Regions from separate parts of the Mus musculus genome. Here region 1 is linked to region 2. A link is a contact called in public promoter capture Hi-C data. All regions are on one chromosome and are shown on one strand. The core of a region is the stretch at or near the end of the contact, and the rest is flanking DNA. Distances in the headings are between cores, read along the strand shown. Region 1 holds the start of Commd1 (COMM domain containing 1). Region 2 holds the start of C1d (C1D nuclear receptor co-repressor).

Evidence for each region. Promoter capture Hi-C pulls out the DNA fragments that hold promoters and counts their contacts.
Region 1: a contact with region 2 is called in a promoter capture Hi-C map of liver, with 5 times the contacts expected there. The contact joins the promoter of Commd1 here to the promoter of C1d in region 2. A contact is called at or near these places in 1 of 39 promoter capture datasets (liver) and 1 of 484 Hi-C or Micro-C datasets (CD4 T cells).

Annotation. Positions count from the first base shown.
Region 1 is chr11:22,979,753-22,986,451 of GRCm38.p6, reverse strand. It overlaps Commd1 (COMM domain containing 1), which reads left to right and starts at 4,168. Exons shown (of 3, transcript NM_144514.2): 1 at 4,168-4,373. The coding sequence starts at 4,197.
Region 2 is chr11:17,255,024-17,261,410 of GRCm38.p6, reverse strand. C1d (C1D nuclear receptor co-repressor) reads right to left here and starts at 3,864. Exons shown (of 5, transcript NM_020558.4): 1 at 3,753-3,864.

The DNA of each region.
Region 1 (6,699 bases), core at 2,919-5,418, 5.7 Mb before region 2:
TGCCGTGCAGGGAACATTTATGAAGGTGAAAAACCCATTTGTGAGTTATTGGAGCCTAAATTTAACCCAATTTTACACACATTTTAAGACTTATGTATTTAAGTGGGTGTTTGCCTGGATGCATGTATGTGTATCACGTTTGTGCTTGGTGCCCAAAGAAGTTAAAAGATGGCATTAGGTTCCCTGAAATTGGAATTGCACATGGTTTGTGAGCCATCATGTGGGTGCTAGAACGGAACCTGTGTCCTCTGCAAGAGCAACAAGTGCTCTTAACCAATGAACAATGTTTCCAGCCTCCTAATCACAGATTTTTAGCTTGGTTTTGATACACAGAACAGATCTCTGGCTTGCAGTGACTGTGTAAACTGAAGGAAGAATGTTTCCTTTTGTAACCTTCGCCCATCTTTATTCACATTTAGAAACATCATGCTAACAACAGCAACCGCTTTCCCCTGGAGTTTGGGCTATTACACACCCTTGTTAACTTAAATTCCATGTAACGGTACAAGCACCTGTGTAAGGTTTATACAACACACGTGTGGAGAGCTTTTGGGGCCCACCATCTAGGAACTTGGCAGGACTTTGACATTGGGCTAGGACAAGGAAGTAGGCTCAGGATGAATACAGCTGAGGAGTGTGTTCTTTGTATGGTGATGGGTCTTGTTAAAATCCGGAAACCAGTAATCGTGGGACTTTTGTTTATGCTTTGTGTTTGTTCCTTGACCACATTGTTTATGCCTTAGGACTGACCATACTCTGTGTATGTACTTAGAATGCTATCAAAGCAGACTGGAAAAAACCAACCTGCTGCAGCCTCAGCACTGGCTGAAGTCATGTTATAATGTTGTCTAGTTGTCCTTTCCTTTTCGACCTTCACTCCCTCCCTGGAGGCCCCATTGACTGACTGAGCTGGCTTAGTCAGACACAGCTAGCATTTTGAAGTTTGGGGTATAAAACTCTACCTCCCAATCAATTGTGTTGGGGGCAAAGAGGTTCTTGTGCTCACAGATAAGCACCAGGGAAACCAGGAGTGTTAAACACAAAGGTTTGTTTCTTCAAAGAAAGAGATATACCATGTTTTCTGTTCAGAAGGCTGGGGTGGCTAGTAGCCTTGGTGACCTCTGCGCTGTCTGTATGGCCAGGGCACATCTGGCTCGCCCAGACTTTTATGTTTATCTTAGTCATTCTCCCTAGACCCTTTTCATGAGTGCTGTTTCTCTGTCAGCAGAACCTATCTTTATGGAAGAGGTCACATGTACTTTGAAAAGACTTTCAATGTAAGCATATCTTAAGTTTCACTGTACACAGAGGAGTGACTTAATTATTATCAGAAAACTCTTTTCCAAAATTGTGCTCTGGTTAAATATGTCTGAAGTAAACTGCCCTGTGTCAGACTCCTGAAGTTTAAACCAACACCAGTTCCCGAGGTGTAGTCAGTGGGGTTTCCTTCTTGCCTCAAGCGATTGATGCTTTGCTGGCTAAGGTGTTTTTAGAGACACCCACTCCCCCTCCACATACACATACGTAGATTTTTAGGTTTTTTTGTTCGTTTGCTTGCTTGTTTTGTTTTTTGAGACAGAATCTCATGTGCCTAGGAGTGCAAAGAGGCCAGTATATAATAAACCTCTGCCTGGCCTGGAGCTCCCTATGTAGCCCAGCCTGTCTTCAAATTTACAACTGCCTATTTCTACCTCCTGAAGGATGGGATAAAGACATGTGCCACCATACCTGGATTAATAAGGTTTTTTTCAAGATTTATTTATTATTATACATAAGTACACTGTAGCTGACTTCAGACGCACCAGAAGAGGGCGTCAGATCTCATTACCGGTGGTTGTGAGCCACCATGTGGTTGCTGGGATTTGAACTCAGGACCTTTGGAAGGGCAGTCAGTGCTCTTACCTGCTGAGCCATCTTGTTAGCCCCGATCAATAAGGTTTATATCGACATTTTAGACCTAATTAAAACAATTTTTAAAAATAGCCACTGTTTGTGTACTCAAGTCCTCAACACAGTATGAGTTATATATGAAATGAATCTCTGGTCTTTCATATGGATATTTAAAAATTAAAGCAAATTCACTGGAGCTGGAGATGTTGCTTAGTGGTAGAACACCTGCCTAGAACACACATAGCCTTGTGTCTAATCCTCTCAAAACACAACTAAAGTAAAAACTTAAGGGTTCTTTGGAAAGTCAGCTGGGTGGTGCTTTGCTGGAACAAACATGTGAAGGAATGTTTAGCTGAAGCAGACACAGGAGAGGGGATGTTTTACATAAACAAACACATGAAAAGACACACGATAAAAGATTATTTACTAACAATACACATACATTGGTCTGCCTTATATTATATAGTTGAGCTACATTTGTCGGAATGCCATAGAGAGAAAGGTACCAAAAAACTTTTAGTGGTGTACTATAGTTTGTGAGCTGATTGGGTGTGTGTGCTGAGGCAAGAGCTGTGCTCTAGGTGAGACACATGGAGGACACGTGATGTTTGGAGGGCATAAACAGGACTCCAGAGACAGAGCCTGACTTGCTGATGCAGCTAGCTATACAGAACAACCTCTCCCCAAACCTCAAATCCACATCTTTTATGGAGCCACAGTTCCAAACACATCTCCTTAAAAAAAGATGGAGGCATTTGGCTGCCTTGCATGCCTCCTCACCAGTGACATAGCTGTGCTTAAACACACTGCAGTTCATAGTCTATTATACCATTTTCCTTTATTTTAATTTTTTTTTTTTTTTTTTTTGGTTTTTCAAGACAAGGTTTCTCTGTGTAATCCAGGCTGGCCTCACACTCAGAGAATGCCTCTGCCTCCCAAGTTCAGGGATTAAAACCCAGTATGCTATTTTTATTTATTTATTTTGGTCTTTTTGAGACAGGGTTTCTCTGTATAGCCCTGGCTGTCCTGGAACTCACCTTGTAGACCAGGCTGGCCTCGAACTCAGAAAACTGCCTGCCTCTGCCTCCTGAGTGCAGGGATTAAAGGTGTGTGCCACTATGCCCGGGTTTTTATTTTAAATTACAATTAGCTTATACTAATTTTTCCAATTGGGAGCTAATTTACATATTGCAAAACTGTCTTTTAGTGTATACAATTCACTGTGCTTTGGTAAAGGACAAAGCCGTGTAGTTATCACCAGTGGCTGCTCATAGGCATTTTCATCATCTGAAAACAGACTTTGTACCCATTATGTCATTTCCTATTCTTCCCTCCTTCAGTCCTTGACAACTGGATTTTTGTATGGATTTGCTTAATTTAGCAGTAAATAAGATTGTCCAGTTGTCTTTCATGTCTGGCTTCATTCGTTTCACGCATTTTTTTTCTTTTTTTCTTTTTAATTATGTAGGCCTGTCTGTGCACATGAGTACATTGCTGGTGGAAGCTTTCAATTTCTGAGGTTGGAGTTACAGGAGGTTGTAAGTCGCCTAAAGCGAGTGCTGGAAACTGAACTTTGGTCCGCTACAGGAATAGTATACATTCTTAACCATTGAATCTGTCCAGCCCTCATTTAGCACATTTTAAAGGTTCACCTATATTATAGTATCATGCTACACGCTTATTATAGCTGAATATAAGTAAGGGTTTTTTTTTGGGTAATTATGTAGATAAGTATTTACTAATGCGATTCCACTTTAAGAATGAAAATAAGGCTTTGAAAAATAGTGGTTATAGAAATGGAGACCAGACTACTGATAATGGCTAGAAAGACAACGTACGGGTATACACAAAGGAATTAATGCAAGCAAAGAGATCATGTCCTCATGAAGTAGCTACATTTGGGGGGCGTGGGGAAAAGATTATAGAGCTTAGAACTGAGTAGTAGGCACTGCTCATTTAATTGCAAGCTGTAGAATGAGATACAGCCATCGAAGAATTAAGGTGGCATTCTTACGGAGTTACAGTTAGGTATCTCCAGCCAGCGATCGTTCCTTTGAGTGCGCATTTGCACATCGGAGTGAAGAAGGAAACAACAAAAACACAGTGACTCTAAAGGAAACTGAGTGGATTTGGCTGTGGTGGAAGTAGTGGATGTGTGTGGCAGAGCAAACGAGAGAACTGTTTATATCGACTAGTGGAGGAACCCGGCATCGCGTTCCGTGGCTGCCTTTGCCAGCTTTTATGGCCCTTCTCGGCCCCCGTAGCGGACCGGAGCTCAGCCGCTGGGCGGCAGGCCCTCCTTAGCCATGGCGGGCGATCTGGAGGGTGGCAAGTCCCTGAGCGGGCTGCTGAGCGGCCTAGCGCAGAACGCCTTTCACGGACACTCGGGTGTCACGGAGGAGCTGCTGCACAGCCAACTCTATCCGGAAGTGCCACCGGAGGAGTTCCGCCCCTTCCTGGCGAAGATGAGAGGACTTCTCAAGGTACGGTGGTTCCGCCGAGCAGCCCTGCCCTCCTCGCAGCCTCAGGCCCGCCCCCAGCCTCGGGTGCTGCTGTCTTTGGGCGCTCAGCGACCCTCCTGAGCCGTGGAGGTCGCTCTGTTGCGCCCTTGTTTTAGGGACACATAACGGTGAAAACATTGATTTTTTTTTCTCTCCCTCAAGACTTTCTGTGTCTGTAGTATAGATAAGTTTCGAGTTTTTTTCGCCTCGGACTTTGATGTTGCACCGGGCGTTGTAGTGCACTCCTTTAATCTGTGCACTTGGAGAGGCAGAGGCTGGCAGAGAGTTGTGTGAGTTCGAGGCCAGCCTGTTGCACAGAGTTCCAGGGCAGTCAGGGCAATGTGGTGAGACCCTTGTTTAAAGAGAGCGAGAGCGTGCTTGCCAGCTTTCCTGGGTTGTGGAAGTTGGGGAGCGTTAGCATGAGGTGGTTGGTGAGATAAAGGATTGATTAACTGGAGTAAACACCATTAAAGCAGTCGACTCTATGATTTCCAAATGGAACGAAGTATACATCAGACTGTCTCATGAAAACTATTAGAGGGCAACATAACAGGTGAAATTAACTAAAAAGATTTATTTTTATTTTATGTGTATGGGTGCGGTGCCTGCATGTGCACTGGTGGTTGGAACGGTTATAGGCCACCACATGGGTGCTGGAAACCCGGGTCTTCCTCAAGAGCATTATTAGGGCTCTTCTAAGCAGTCTCTCCAGTCCCCCATTCCACCTGGGGTTTGAGATAGGATCTCTTGTAGCCCAGACTAGCCTTGAACTCACGTGTAGTTGATCCACCTTCCACTTCCCAAGTGTTAGAATTTCAAGCAGCTACCACCATCTCCTGCTGTGACCTCTGTGTGTGTGGGTGGCATGGGGTGGGGTACCTTGCACTATCTCACTCTGTGTGGGGGGTGGCGTGTGGGGGGATACCTTGCACTATCACTCTCTACCTATCTTTCCAGACAGAGTCTCTCTCTCACTGTACCTGGAATCCAGTCTCACTGACTGGCTAGAGCAGCCAAGAACTCAAGAGATCTGCTTGTATTTGCTCTCCCAGAGCTTGGGTTACAGAAATAGGGGACCATGCCCAGCCTTTTCATGGGTGCTGGAGAATCAGAACCAGGCCCTAATTGAGCTATCTGCCCAGCTGGCAGCTGGTTCCTGTGACTTTTTTTTTTTTTTCCCCTTGGGTAAGCTGTTATAACTAAAGTGTATTCAAGGTATCTATCATTTATGTAATTACTATTCAATGTATTGTTTTCACAAAGTCTTTATTTTCTGTGTATTGAAGTTTTGCCTGCATGTGTATCTCTGAATGTGTTGGAACTTCTGATGCTGGCGTTACAGACAGTGGTGATCTGTCATGGGGATGCTGGGAATTGAATCTGAATTCTCTGAAAGAATGGCCAGTACACTTAACTGCTGAGCCATCTCTCCAGCTCCTTCACAAAGTCTTTAAAATATGATGTGCATTTTACATTTAAAACATTTTAGTTGCAACTAGCCACATTCGAAATGGTTAAAGTGGCCATATGTGGCTAATGACCACTGTATTAATTCTGATTACAAGCCATGTGGCAGCTTACTCTAGTCTGTCACTCCAGTTCTAGATCTAGCACCTTCTGGTCTTCATGGCCTCAGCTACTCATACAGTGCACTTATATATATGCAGGCAGGCCACTCATACACATAAAATAAAAATCAATACACCTTTAAAAGGTGAAGTGGATGGTGAGGGAGGCAACTCCCTAGGAAAACGCTTGCCGTGAGAGTAGGAAGCCCTGAGTTGGATCCCGGTTCTCAGATAAATGACAGGCATGTTTGGAACCCGGCATTTGTGAGGTGGAAAAAGGCAGATGTTTAGACTTCACTGGCCAGTCGGCCAGCCTAGCCAATTAGTGAGCTCTGGGTTCCGTGAGACCTTGTGCTAGAATTTAAAAATAGGGTTGCGGGCCAGCGAGAGCTTAGCAGGTGAAGCCACTTGCTGTTAAGCTTGACAATCGAAGTCCCTGGAACCCACATGGGAGAAAGAGAGAATTAACTGTGGCAACTTATCCCCTGGCCTACACAATCACTTTTTTTTTTTTTTTTTAAAGAAAAAGCTGGAGAGTGGTAAAGCAGGATGCCTGAATTCAACTTCTTGCCCCCACAGCACATGTACCCATTTACATGTAAGTGGGAGTACCACTGAGGACGCTTGCTGTTGATCTCTTACATCCAAGCGCACACAGATGAGGCGGCAAATTTAATGTGTCTACTTTTTTGTTGGTTTTCAAGACAGTGTTTCACTGTGTAGTTTCAACTGTCTAAACA
Region 2 (6,387 bases), core at 2,615-5,114:
TGCCCTACCACTAAGCTATACGTCTAGCCTCAAAATATAATCTCCTCCATGTTTATCTGATTCTTTAAAATGTATCCACGTGAAAACCCATAGATCAGGTCTAAGTCCAAATAGAGTATACCTGCCACACAAAGGAAAACAGAGTCTCTTTGAATCAATTTAACAAACACGCAGAAACTACACTTAACTCCCCCCAAAAACAGAAGCCGGCCACTGACAAAAGAATCCAAGTAACTAATAAACATAAAAGTACTCAACTTCACCAAAGAAACCGCAAGAACGAGGTCCCACTTTTCATGTGTCAAACAGCATCGAATACAAGCAGAGGTGGCCACCAACAGGCCCTCTTCACCATCAGCAGTTTGATTTAATTAAGCCTTTTTCTGAATTTCATATTCCACTTCAAAATCAGTACATTTACTTCTCGGAAACATAATTTTTCTTTTTTTTTTCATCAAAAATGAACTATTTATTATAGGTACTAGGACTGAAAATAAAATATTGACTGGGTTTATCTATACAAAACTTCACTAACAACTTAATTATGCTTTTTAACTGTCAGTGGACCTGTGGATCTGTGACAGGTGAGGAGTTTAGCCTGATTATTACTCCTAATGGATATGCATGTAAACATTCTCTGTTGTAAACTTCTATTTCAATTTATGATTTGAATTCTATGTGTGAATTTGTGATGAACTTTCACCATGTGATCATGTACTCTGAGAGATGTAAAAGTACTGAGGACAAAGAGAAGAGTGTGAAGAAGAATTTTCTCTTATCCCCCTTTTTCATTCATTCTGATTTCCCTCTTTTCTTAGAGAGCTTTCATAGGAAACTTAGTAAATCGCTATAATGACTTTTCTTTTTTTATGCACAAAATTCTTCAAAAAATTGTATATTTTGTATACTATATTCAAAGACAAAAAAATTAATATAAAATGTGCATAGGCTATGTGCACAGGGCAAATCAAACAGAAATCAAATGTATACAAACTTGTGACAGTCACTGCAACATCTCATACATATTACAAAAATCACTGTGTTTGCCAAATTTGGAAAAATCCCCAAATCCAAAATGTTCCTAAACAGGTGAGACAAGGTATGCACACACCACCTCTCTCAGATGTGAACACAGGTGGAATAAATGTGTCATCTGTACTGTGACATAGCTCAGTGGGTAAAGTCACTTGCAGCCAAGTTTCACAGCCTGAGTTAGATCCGATCCCCAGGATCCTCACGGTGGAAGGAGTCAATCCTTCAGGTTGTCCTCTACACATGTGCACATGTACACGTGCACGCGTACGATGAACGTTATATAATACACCAATATGTATATATACACATATGCACCTTTAAAAGACAAAAGCATCTAATTTTTCCCACACTAAACTGGTTTTGCACGGTGCATTCATTGTCCAAGGACATGGAAAGGTATCACCATGATGGACAGCCTGTAGAGACAACAGTCACACTCCATGACTAGTACTTCCTTTATTCTATACATGTCAGCTCCACCAATTTGTCATTCTTTTAGTATCCATGGCAACAGAAGCTGCATCTCTCAAAAGTGTGTGCAGGTTCTGCACCATAATTCTATTCTTATAATTATGTTTTACACAGCATTACCTTAGAAAACTATAGTGAAATTTATATGTAAATTTTCAATACTACTGTCTTGGCCAAGCAACGATTCTGATGTTACCTGTAATCTTCAGTAAAATCTGAGAACACATTAAGCTTCCTTTTCTAAAGTGTGCTAACCTCTAAAAGCACATCACAGAAGTTAAATGGCTAAGTGGATAAAGCTCATGAGTACTCGCGCTCACACACACACCACCACCACCACCACCACCACCACCACCACCACCACCACCATCACCAAGCTTGAAGACTGGAATTCAGATCTCCTGTGTGTGGAGGGTACCAAAACATGGAATCCCCTAGCAGTCTAGCTGGACTGGCTGGAGTCAATGACTCCCAGCTTCAATAAGAAACCCTGCCTCAATAAACAAAGTGGAGAACAATAGAGAAAAACAGCATCGCTGGGCTTCTACGTACACACATAAGCACATACACTCACATGAGAACACACACCTGCATGAAACCACACATAAACACACAAAAATACATGTGCAAAAGTCTAGCAATAAAAATTATATAAATTACAAGGCTGGAGAGATGGCTCAGCAGTTAAGAGCACTTCTCATCTTCCAGAGAACCCAAGCTTGGTTTCCAGCAGCCAGTTTGGGCAGCTCACAACCATCTGTAAGTCCAGCTCCACTGGGTCCTCTGGCCTCTGCTGACACCCACACACATGTGACAAATACACAGAAAGAGACATGAGCACAAACACATGAATAAATAGAAACATTTTAAAGTACATAAATTACAAGGACCTGTTAAGACTGGAGCCACACCAGAATCAACTTCTAATTTAATGCTTACTTCAACATGTTTTCAAAATGAAAGAAAGAAAGCAGCAAAAACTATCTTCTCAAAAATGTGGGGCTTGTTTTTACAATTACCTCTAAAGTAATAATAATACATAAGGTTGTGATGTAGACAAAATAAATATCAATAAAACTCTTAAAGCTATACTCCATTAGTAGAATGCTCAAAGTACTAGTTCATAATATTAGTTATTATTTAAGAAAGTGGAAATAACAAAGAGGTAATCCACTGTAGACTATTCAGAGCCATACATGAAGAGTCAAATGCTTGCAAACAAGTGCTACTGTTTACCCATAGAACTTTTCAAAGTTAAAAACAAGAGAAAACTGCATCCCTATAGGTACCGGAAAGCATCCACAACATCTCTGATTTGGGAATTTCACTTCTATTACTAGAAAACAACAAAAACTGTTCACACTGTCATCTTATCTTGTAACAAAACAATTCAGTCTATCAATTCCACCATCCAGAAGTAGTTTTCTAAAGTTCAATAAGGATAGCTGTCATTTATAAATAAAAACTAACGTTGATACTTAGTTCTGTCTACTCTTAGTCCAAACAGGTTAATAATTACACCACAGACATCTCACCAGGGCAAATACACCTTTTCCAAGCCAAAACTAAATTGTAGTCAACACATTTTAAGTCATTAACGCTATCTTCCAACAGAAATTTGAGCCACGATGAAATTTTCCCAGATGACACTGAAAAATTCCTCTTAATACAATCCGCTACAGCAGAAAGCTGCCGGCCCGGCCCGGTTTCCCACGCCTTTAATCCTAACACCTAAGAGAGGGAGGCTGATCTCGGAGTTCGAGGCCAGCCTGTTCTACAGATCGAGTTCCAGGACAGCCAGGGCTATACTGAGAAACTGTGTCTCGGAAAAGAAAAAGTAAAATTAAGGAAACCCTTGTTTCAAAAGGGCTAACACTGCCACCGCAAGCATTCCGACCTTGGGCGGAACAGGAAGGGCTGCACGCAAAGTTACTTTTTCCACCTTCCATTTTGTCTCCGTTTAGATTTGGAATCAGCTAGAAGCTGATGGCGTTGGGTGTTTTACTTGTCGCTTTTCAACCTCTGAAAGGCAACGTTAACAGTGGCAGCGAAATGAAGACGGTATTGACAGAGAAACTAAAGGCCAAAGCAAAGCCCGAGAGCCGCCACTGCAGGGACTACGCTAGAAGCGAGCAGTCCCGCTCGGCTCCTCCCAGTCGGCCACAGGACGGACGTGATCCCGGGGTGCGGGAAAAGAGACTGTGACGGGAGCACGACAAGCACCCGAACGCGGTTCTGCACAATACCTCAATACCGTGGACGCCTGTCTCCGGGAAATAGGTCGCACGATGATGACGCCATGACACGGCTTCTGCCTGCCGCCCGTGCGTCTCTCCCGGTCGTGCGCGTGCGCACTTCAGTCCCGAGGCTTGCCCCGCCTCTGTCCATCCAGGAGCTAAGTGCAGTGGTCTGTCTGTCTGTCTGTCTGTCTTTCTTTCTTTCTTCTGTCTGTCTGTCTGTCTTTCTTTCTTTCCTTCTTTCCTTCCTTCCTTCCTTCCTCCCTCCCTCCCTCCCCCCTCTCTCTCTTTCTCTTTTTGACACATTTTTTAATTAACTATTTATTTACATTCCAGGCGTTACCCCCCTCCCGGTCCCCCACCCAGTTCCTCACACCATTCTGCTCCCCATCATCTATCTCCCCATCCCCCATTATTGGGGCCTCAAGACCCTTGGGAATTGGACCCATCTTCTCCAACTGAAGCCAGACTAAGCAGACCTCTGCTACATAGGTCCCAGGAGGCTGGGGAATGGGTGGCACTTGGCTCAGCCCATGTATGCTGCCTGGTTGTTGGCTCAGCCTCTGGGAGCCCCCCGGGGTCCGGGTTGGTTGAGACTGCTGATCTTCCTATGGGGTCACCCTCCCCTTCAGCTCCTTCAACCCTTCCTCTAATCCAACCGTAGGGGTCTCTAACCTCAGTCCGACAATGGTTGGGTGTAAGTATCTGCCTCTTTCTCAATCAGCTGTTGGTAGAGCCTCTCAGAGTGGACAGCCATGCTAGGCAAAGAACTTAAAGGTCTCCCGCCAAGGTGGCAAGATTGGAGTCGAAGGCCCTGGCATTTTGTCTAGATTAGGCTTCTTCAAACTGAATGTTCCTTACACCTTTGTCCATTTCTTTGCTTTGATGGAAGTTGGGTCCCTCCGGACCAAACTGTGCACCTCAGATTAATCTTTGGAGGGGCTTCCCTAATATAGTGCCCGATACCTGGTTAGGTGATAGTTATGAAAAATAGTTTCAAAAATTAAATGAGGGTGTGAAGATATGAAAAGTACAAGTTCATATTTTGTGTTGTTTTTGTTTTTGAATGGGTCTCACTGTGTGATATAGCTGACCTTGAATTCAGGATTATCAGTACTAGGGTTACAGGCCGTGCCATCATTCCTAACTGTGTTCGATAGTTTTATGTCAACTTGGCACAGGTCTCCTGAGTGGAAGGAATCTCAATTAAGAAAATGCCCCATAAGGTCAGGTTGTAGGCAGTCCTGCAAGGCATATCATTAGTGATTGACAGGGGAGGGCCCAGCCAATTATGCATGGTGCCATCCTGGACTGGTGGTCCTAGGCTGTCATAAGAAAGTAGGTTGGGCAAGCCATGAGCTCCTGCCTCCAGGTTCCTGTCCTGTTTGAGTCCCTGCCTTTACTTCCTTAGGCAAGAGCGGTAATATGGAAGAGTAAGCCCTAACCCCTTCCTTCCCCAACTTGCTTTTTGGTTATGGTGTTTCCCTGCCACAATAGAAGCCCTAAAACACTAACAAGGTTTTTTTTTTTTTAATATGTATGTATGTATGATGTTTGTTGTTGTTCTTCTTCTTCCTTCTCCTTCTCCTTCTCCTCCTTCTCCTTCTCTTTCTGCTTCTTCCAAACTGTGCCACCATTCCTAACTTACGTTTTTCGCTTTTTTTTTTTTTTTTTTTTTTTGGTTTTTTTGAGACAGGGTTTCTCTGTGTAGCCCTGGCTGTCCTGGAACTCACTTTGTAGACCAGGCTGGCCTCAAACTCAGAAATTCGCCTGCCTCTGCCTCCCGAGTGCTGGGATTAAAGGCGTGTGCCACCACGCCCGGCGTAACTTACGTTTTTTATTTATTTTTTAAATCTCTGTGTGTATGCCTGCAAGTGCATGTGAACATGCCCTACAAAGGCCAATAAAGAGAACTGGATCCCCTGGAGCTAAAACTACAGGGGGCCATGAGCTGCCTGAAAAGGGTGATGGAGACAGAACCTCAATCACAGAAAGAGCAGAAAGCCCTGTTAACCACTGTGCCATCTGCAGTCCCTAGTTCTTTAAATGATAATTTTTAGTATACATAAATCACATTCAATTGTTGTAACAGGATCAAACAGTACAAAAACTACATATCACTCAATAGTAGCAAACATGAAATACTACATGCCTGTGAAGTCACTTTAAGCAATCATCCTGCGATTCTTAAAGTTCTTAATGTGGTCATGATTTGCTTCTACTTTGCTTTGCAGTTTGCAGAGGTTAGTATATAAAATGTTCTGTTGTCACGCTGTAATAAACCACATAACACAGCAACACTGGTAGGATAAAATACTTTAAAGCTGTTTCAATACAAGGCATTTCTACCATTTGAGTCTCAGCAATGGAAATCTAGTCTTCAGGCTTAGTGATAGACACCTTACCCAGCTGAGTCATCTCATGGGTCCCTCAAATTAAACGTTCATCTAAGATGATATAACACTATATCTTCAGTATTCATCATCAACATCTATGCAGTCCGTTGTCAGTTCCAACAACATCGATCATTTAATATTAACTTTTAAAGTTACTAAATTTCATTTAATTACCACTGAATTACTTGGGGGTATTCTTGTGGATGATAATCAATTACAGATTTGGGGATGAAGAGAGTTGAGACAGG